2 separate regions of the Anser cygnoides genome follow, and region 2 is linked to region 1. Evidence: chromatin contacts called from public Hi-C data. All regions are on one chromosome and are shown on one strand. Each heading gives the region's core, a stretch centred on a gene start, on an enhancer-like site or on the middle of the called end of the contact. The rest is flanking DNA. Distances are from core to core; before and after follow the strand shown. Region 1 holds the start of TBX3 (T-box transcription factor 3). Region 2 overlaps LOC106031380 (a long non-coding RNA gene).

Region 1 (3,721 bases), core at 651-3,150:
TCTCCGAGCCGCCCGGCCTTCGCTGTGGGCTCCGTTACGGGGAAGGTGTAACGGCTGGAGGCAGGAGCCGGAGTCTCGGTTGGGAGCAAGGGGGGCTGGAGGAGCTCGGTCCCTTCGATGAGAGCTCGCCGAGCGCTGCGCGGGCAGCCAGGCTCCTGGTTTCTTGAAACACATCAGTCCCACCCCCCCGCCCTTGTCTTTTTTTTTTTTTCCCCCCCCCCCCCGTTTTCTTTGAATGCATTACTCCCGCTTCCTTTCCTCCCTCCTCCTCTTTTCTCCATCCACCCCCACCCCCGACCAAAGGGGAGATATTTTGGTGAATGCAAAGCGATCCTAGACGCTGGTTACTACAGGGACTTCACCAAGCTGGCGCCAAGCGCTCTTAGCCATGTGCGTCAAAAATGCAATGCTAGAAGAGCTAATCACTTTAGAGGTTCCGCTCCCATCTGCGCGCCGTCAGCGCCGAGCCCCCGCGGCCCCGCTCCGCCGCTCCCCTCCCGGAGGATTCTCTGCCCCTCGTTAAAGAAAGAAGGGGGGAGCCCCCAGGGCCCCCCCCCCCCCCATCCCCGGCTGGGGGGGTGTTTCGGTGCTGGGACATCCCGTCCGACCCACGCGTGCCCTGCGCGCCCCCTGCGCCACGGACCCCCCCCTCCCCCACGCGCACACCCACGCCGCAAACGCGCACCCACGGACACGCAGCAGCTTTCTGGGGGGGGGGGGTGTGGATAGGAAGGGGGGGGGGCACAATCTGACACTCACAACCCCCATCTCGCTGCCCTGCGCTGTCACCCCCCCCCAGGAACATGTCTCAAAAAAAAAAAAAAACTTCCCAGGCGCATCCTGGCCCGGAGCTTCCCTCTCCGTGGGGCCGGGCGGGGACCCACGCGTGATGGTTTTCCCGCAGGGAAGCGGCTCCCAGCGGGCCGGGGCCAGGAGGGGGCCGGGGCCGGGCCCCCCCCCGTCGGGCCGGGCGCAGGGAAAGCCGCACTTCCCGTCTCCTCCCCGCACACCTCATGGAAGAGGAGGGGTGTGGGAGCGTAACCCTCTCGGCGCCGGTGGCAGCCGAGCTGCCGCACTCCTCCCCACCGCCACGGAAAGGGAAAAAAATAATTAAAAAATAAAATTAAAAATAAAAAACTCGTGGTTTTCTTTTTACCCCCCCACCCCGCAGCCTTTACGGGCAGCGGAGCCGGGGCTGAGCGGAGCCGAGCGGCCCCTGCCCGGCTGCAGCCGCCCACGACAACAACAGCGGGCTTTGGGGAGAGCGAAGTGCCCGAGCCCAGCCCCGGGGGTGCTTTCCGTGTCAGAAAAAAAAAAAGCAACTTTTTTCCAATTATTTATTTCGGGGGGGCACCGCTGAGCGGCGGCGGGAGGGCACGAGGGGTGCGGACACGTTCCCTTCAATCCCCCCCCCCCCCAAATCCTCTCTCCACGGGTGCTGGCAGAGCTGCGGTGGGGGCACCCGAGGCCGGACCCCCCCCCCCCCCTTCCCCGATGTGCCCCCCACCCCTCCTCTCCCTTTTCCTCCCGCTCGCCGCAGCGGTGGAAGCTCCTACCGGGGGGGCCGCCGAGCGGCGGTGCCCAGCGCGCCGGGGCCGGCCGGGGGGGGGGGCGGGGGGGGGGGGCGAGGCGGCCCCGAGCACCCCCCCTAGAGGCGGCTCCCGGCTCGCCTGCTCCCCTCCCCTCCGTGCTCATGTTGACATATTCACACGGCACGGAGTACTAGTGATGCTTTGCTGCAGCGTTACAGTTTCCGACACCTTCTTTTTATAACTCGGCTCTGTCCCCCTTCCACTCGACCTGTCAAAACCACGCCTATGGAGCCACACAATTGGTCCGAAAGCGTCAAAGAGCCAATCAAGGAGGCTCCAGCTCCCTTGTAACCCACAACACATCCATACAATCTGGTGCACGCAGAGCACAGACTCACAGGGAATTCTCAGAGCTGAGAGGCTCCTTCTCTCTCTCTCCCTCTCTCTCTCTCTCTCCCCCCCTTTCTCTTTCTCTCTTTCTCCCCCCCTCCTTTCTCCTTCTTTCTCTCTCTTTCCCTCTCTCTTTCTCCCTCTCTCCTTTGCTGGAGCGGAGACAAGAGTATAATTCTTCCCGATTTTTTTTTTTTTTTAAAGAGAAAGGGAAAAAAAAAAAAGGCGGAGGAGGGTGAAAGAAAGAAGAGATCCTGATGGAAATCAGGGCACTCTGACCAGCTCCTGCTCGGAGAGGGGGGAAGGCGAGGCGGAAACGAGATTTTCCTCCAAGTTTTTGCTGCTGCCGCTGCCTGAAGGTTGCCGAGGAGCCGTCCTCGGTCGCCGAGGGGGGGTGGGTTTGTTTGCTTCTTTCTGCTCTCCCTCCCTTGCCAGCCTCTGCTCTGCAGCCTGACCGTACGGAGGAAAGGTGGAGGGGTGGGGGGGAGGGGGGGGGCAAAGCCAGCCACCCAAAAAGAAAAGCCAGCTTGGAGCCGTCACCCTCCGCAACGAAAGAAGAGAGGGGGGACTGAGAGCACGAGAAAAAAGAAGAAGAAGAAAAAAAAGGATCTCGGCTTGTCCAGCCCTTCTGCGGCAACGGGAGCAGCCTGCGAGCCCGGTGGATTTTTTTTTTCCCCTTCTTCGGCGTTTCTTTTCGAGCGCAAGGACTTCCACTCAGGAAAAAAAAACAAAACAAAAAACAAAACAAAACAAAAAAACTCGCAGAGACAGAACAAAAAAAGAGCACGACTAATAATGAACAATCCTGTTAATCCGCTGTCCCGAGGGCTGGGGATGTGCCCCGGCTCGGGAAGTTGTAGGCTGTAGAAGTTCTGCCTCTCCCCATGTACTGTGCTGTCTAGAGCTTGTTTCCCCCACCCTATTTTTTTTTATTTTTATTTTTTTGGTGCTTTATCGCTGTTATTGTTATTATCTTAATTTTTCTTCTTCATGATGTGCTGTTAGAACCCACTCCAGGACTACTCCAGCAGTAGGAAGACCGAGGAGTGGAGTGGATGAATATACCGATGAGAGATCCAGTAATCCCTGGGACAAGCATGGCTTATCATCCTTTTTTACCTCACCGGGCACCGGACTTTGCCATGAGCGCTGTGCTGGGACATCAGCCTCCCTTCTTCCCCGCTCTGGCTTTGCCTCCCAACGGGGCGGCCGCCCTCTCCCTGCCGGGGGCTCTGGCTAAACCCATCATGGATCAGTTAGTGGGGGCCGCAGAGACTGGGATCCCCTTTTCTTCCCTGGGCCACCAGGCAGCAGCCCATCTGAGGCCTTTAAAAACTTTGGAGCCAGAAGAAGAGGTGGAAGACGACCCCAAAGTGCATCTGGAGGCCAAAGAGCTTTGGGAACAATTCCATAAAAGAGGCACGGAGATGGTGATCACCAAATCAGGAAGGTAGGTCCGAGTCAGGGGGTTCGTGCTGTGTTTTTTATCTCTCCCCCACCCCTCGGTCTCTGCACCCCAGCAGCCTGCTCCAGAGCAAGGCTCTTTCTCCGGTGCTGCCTCCGTGGAGCTCGGTTCCTCTGAAATTAGGAAAAGTTGCAGGCAGCTGAGGTGCTCAGCCTGTCTCTGGGCACCACGCTGCAGGGAAAGGCTGAACTGCTGAACCACACGACCCAGCCCCCGGTCAGCGGGTGCGTGTGCAGGGGGCGAGGGGGGCTCTTCATGGTTCAGCAGCTTAATACTTTCTGGTAGCAGAAGGAAAATAATTTGGGGCTGGAAAAGGCGCCGGCCTGATCACAGC
Region 2 (3,721 bases), core at 701-3,200, 51 kb before region 1:
TTTTGATGTCCAGGAGGTGGCAATGAGGCTGTGACATCCAAATGATTCACACAGTATGCTTAACCCATGGATAGTTCTCAGTCTTCTCAGGCTGTGGGGTTTGGGTAGGTAACCTGGAATAGAGGAAAAAATGTTGGGTTTGGGGGCAAAGGGAGAGCTGGAAAGGGTTTTACATTTGTATTTCATCGCTCTGGACATTTTTATGTAATGTGCATCTACTTTAGGACACTGATATGTTTAGAGTTCTGCTACAGTTTTTTGGAGGTTTTGTGGCTTTTACAGTTGTCTTAGGTGGGCTGGGAAGAATTTTTGGTGTATGTGGGAAAAATACATGACTGTGATCACTGGAGCTGGGTTTGTGAACACGTGAGCCCATCCGATGTTTTCCTGTGGGCAGGTTGCTCAAACAGCAGCAGAGTTGCTCACGTGAGTTTAACCGTGTTCCCCCCTACTCCTCAGTGATGGTTTTATCTTAACCAAAATGGGGACCTACCCCTGTCTTTCCAGGTTTTATAGGTGATTTGGAGCAGAAGGGAAAACATTGTGGCTACAGCTGAACTAGATTCTCTCCCTGGCCTTGCTACAAGTTTTCTGAGAAGCTACAGACCAGTCGCGTAGTTCCCTCCTCTGCCCTGGTACTGTTATTTGTGAATTGGGAATAATTAGCCTTTTTTTGACAGTCACATCTGGTCAGACCACAACCAACTGGAGCTTAACTTTAAAGTATGTGGCCAGATGCAAAAGCAATATGTTAGTCTGAACATTGGCTTTGTTTGATAATTTTCATAGCTAACATATCAGACAACTTGAGTGCAAGACGAATATGACTTGTTTCTGAGTCTGGTCTAAACAGTAGCTTGGCAGTCACATATTTCTATACTAGAGGAATTTTTTATTTTATTTTATTTTTAAGCCAACATGGTAATGCTGCTGCACATGTGGGTGGCACTGATTTGGGGCTGGAGATGCTAATAGCTCAAATGTGATATAGGAATTCGAGAGAAAAAAAAACATGGAAGCTCTTCTCCCAGATCAGAAGTAGGAGGGACCCTGAGGCAATAGGGATATTCTCTGAGTCCTCTGGATTTTTAAGAAGGGGATGTCTAATACATCCAGGTAGTGCCAGTTCTATCACCCCAGGTTTCAAAACCCTCTTGTCCACGCTGGTAGAAAAAAAGTTGTTAGAGATGCGTGCTGCTAATTTCTTAAAAATCCCTGCTTACTACCCCATGTCCCATGGGTACACTGCTCTGCTCTTGCATGTCTTAAGCAGATGTGCTGGGGAGGAAGGCAGGACCTGAGCCTTCGCACCTCTGTGCAGGATAGCTGGGAAGCATCAACCTGACCGTGCTCACACTTCAGATCGTTTACACAAGCTTTGTAAATCCAGTGCTTTGGGAATATGGTTGTCCTTGCCTGGGAATGCACAAATGAACTAAGCCCGCTACTTCCATGAAGCGTGGGACCAGTGAGTCACGTCACATGGATTGCCTTACATAGAAAAAATCCCTGCTAGGTGTCAGAGGAGAATGTGCTTTGTGCCTCTAGCCTCTGTGGTCGGGCAGAGCCTGCTGTAAAACTGTTCTGGTTGTGCGGCGAGCCAGCTAGGGCTGGGAGCTCTGACCAGATCACAGGAGCGCACGAATCCTACACAAATGTCCAAAAGCTTTTCGGTGGGAAAGGAGGACGCAAAATAAACTCAGGCTTGTAGCCGTGTTTGGCAGGGCTGTGATTTGTCTTATAAAGAGCATGTTTGCTAGACACGCTCCGGTGCACGTTTGATGCACCACAGGCTTGGATGGGGTTGCGGCTGCTCATGGCAGGACACCCGAGATCCCAGACTGCCTTCCTCCCCGTCCCCATCGCAGAAGACCTTGGGGAAGCTGAAGCCTGACTGCAAAGTTGCCTGTGAGCTCGTTATATTGGGATCCTTAAACCGCTGCGAGGGCTGTTGGATAATGTGTGGATAATTTTTTTCGTGGCGTTTTATGAAAAAGGAAATCAGGCCTGGGCTGGTGAGGCTGAAAGAGCAGGGAGTGGATGGGCTGTCAAGGGTCAGCCTCCCAATAGCCCTGTGATCAAAGGCTGCTCTCAGCAGCATGAGTTTATAGGCAGCCAAGACAAACAATGAACAACTTTATCTCCTTTCAGGAAAAAAAAAAAAAAGGGGGCTTACGTTCCAGGAAACCATTTCTGGACAAGACAGCTTTTGGTGGTTGTTCCCTCTCTCGTCTCTCATATAACACATCTATTTCTACTTGAAGGATGATAAGAGGGAGACGGCAGAGCAAACATTAATGGGGTTGTGCCGTGTTCTCAGTTGGTGTAAATAGGCACGGTCCCAGCGAAGCTGAAGCAGCGTGGCCAGTTTATTCCTGCTGAGAATCTGGCCTTCACCAGCAGCTGTCACTGGAAAAGCAGCAGGGAAGCTCCAAATTGAATCGGGGCCATTTCCACGAGTTCGATCCCTTCTCTGAAGGTGTTGCCTCATTTGTTTGCAGCTGGAGGCTTGCCCGTTTGGCTGTCCCAGCAGTGGCCTCCAATGTCAGCTGGTCAGCACACAGCTGGCCAGTTTGGAACACGTTGACTTCGCTGTCAGCTCGCTGGATAAAGGGAACAGAGGGGAAAAATATTTTGGGCTCCTGTGTACTTGATTATTTGTTTGGGAGGAGAGGAAGATATGAGAAGAAAGACTCTCATTCCTAAAATGGAAAAAGTTGCAAAACTTTTAGTTGGGTTTGGATCCAAGGGAGAGGAATCTTCTCAAAATGCGGAGTGTTTTTGATTTAGGATTTCCTGTTGGATGCATTTCAGAAAACTAGTTAAGTCAGAAGTGGCCAGATTCTCAGCTTAGACTAAAGCTGCAAAGCTCCGCTGATAGGAACCAATATCGGGCAGTGACTCCAGCTGAGGATCTTGGCTCGAGGTGTGGTGGCGGATCGAGAAGATCTCTCCTCGCTTGTGGGTTCGGAGCAGGAGTAAATCAGATGTTTGATCCCCCTGAGATGCAGACACCCCCGGTGAGCTGGGGGGGCTGTTCTTAGCAGATGTAAATGTCTTCATGGCGTGGGCTGTGAGGTTTGTTTAGGTGCTTGCAGTCAACTGGCCTGAGCAAATCAGACCTGGGGGAGGTGGGAAGCCTCCCGGCTTTTCAACCAAACAGCCTTGAGGATTCTTGTAGCCATCGCTGCTCTCTGTGCTACATATTTATACCCTTCTACACACTGAACATGGAAAATATTGTGAGAAAAGCTTTCCGAGCCGGGATTTAGGGCTGAGAATAGAGGCAGAAAGCCCTGGGGGCTCAAGAGAACATATTTCCATAGTCTTTCCAGATGTCCCTACAAAAAAAAAGTAGTGGAGAGTTGGAAAAGTGTGGCCGGCTCCAGTGATGGGTGCTCCTGAGAAGCTACCTGGGATCGTCGCCTCGAGGTGTAGGAACGGCGCCATGGGAATGGAGCTGCTGCCGGAACAAAGGATGAGGTGCACAGGAGTGCTTCCCCGTCTCCCCTTAGGGATAAATCCAGTCTCATGTTATGGATTTAGAGGTGCAGGGGGAGAGGAAGGAAGAGCTGGGCCCAGGCCGGCATACCGAGGCTAGTGGCAGCACCAGGACTGGTCTCCTCGTTCTCCATCCCAGGGTCCTGCAGCACGAAGCCTGTGAAGCTGTGAAAATGCAGCCACCCCAGGGAGATAAGCATTCATAACCAGGGTCCTGCAC

The links. Hi-C and Micro-C count contacts between places; a contact is called where the count stands out from the background.
Region 2: a Hi-C map of liver shows a contact between it and region 1, with 10 times the contacts expected there. The contact joins the enhancer-like site here to the promoter of TBX3 in region 1. A contact is called at or near these places in 2 of 7 Hi-C or Micro-C datasets (both in liver).

Annotation. Positions count from the first base shown.
Region 1 is chr17:12,639,217-12,642,937 of Taihu_goose_T2T_genome, reverse strand. It overlaps TBX3 (T-box transcription factor 3), which reads left to right and starts at 1,900. Exons shown (of 8, transcript XM_066978725.1): 1 at 1,900-2,316; 2 at 2,928-3,372. The coding sequence starts at 2,978.
Region 2 is chr17:12,690,055-12,693,775 of Taihu_goose_T2T_genome, reverse strand. The region is part of intron 14 of LOC106031380 (a long non-coding RNA gene); the gene reads left to right. Among named protein-coding and RNA genes, the nearest start is that of TBX3, 51 kb to the right of the region's middle. Within about 2 kb of position 1,950, at least 1 of the 3 cell types and tissues checked has open chromatin away from gene starts, as enhancers often do. A contact at or near this core is called in liver, where this site is marked.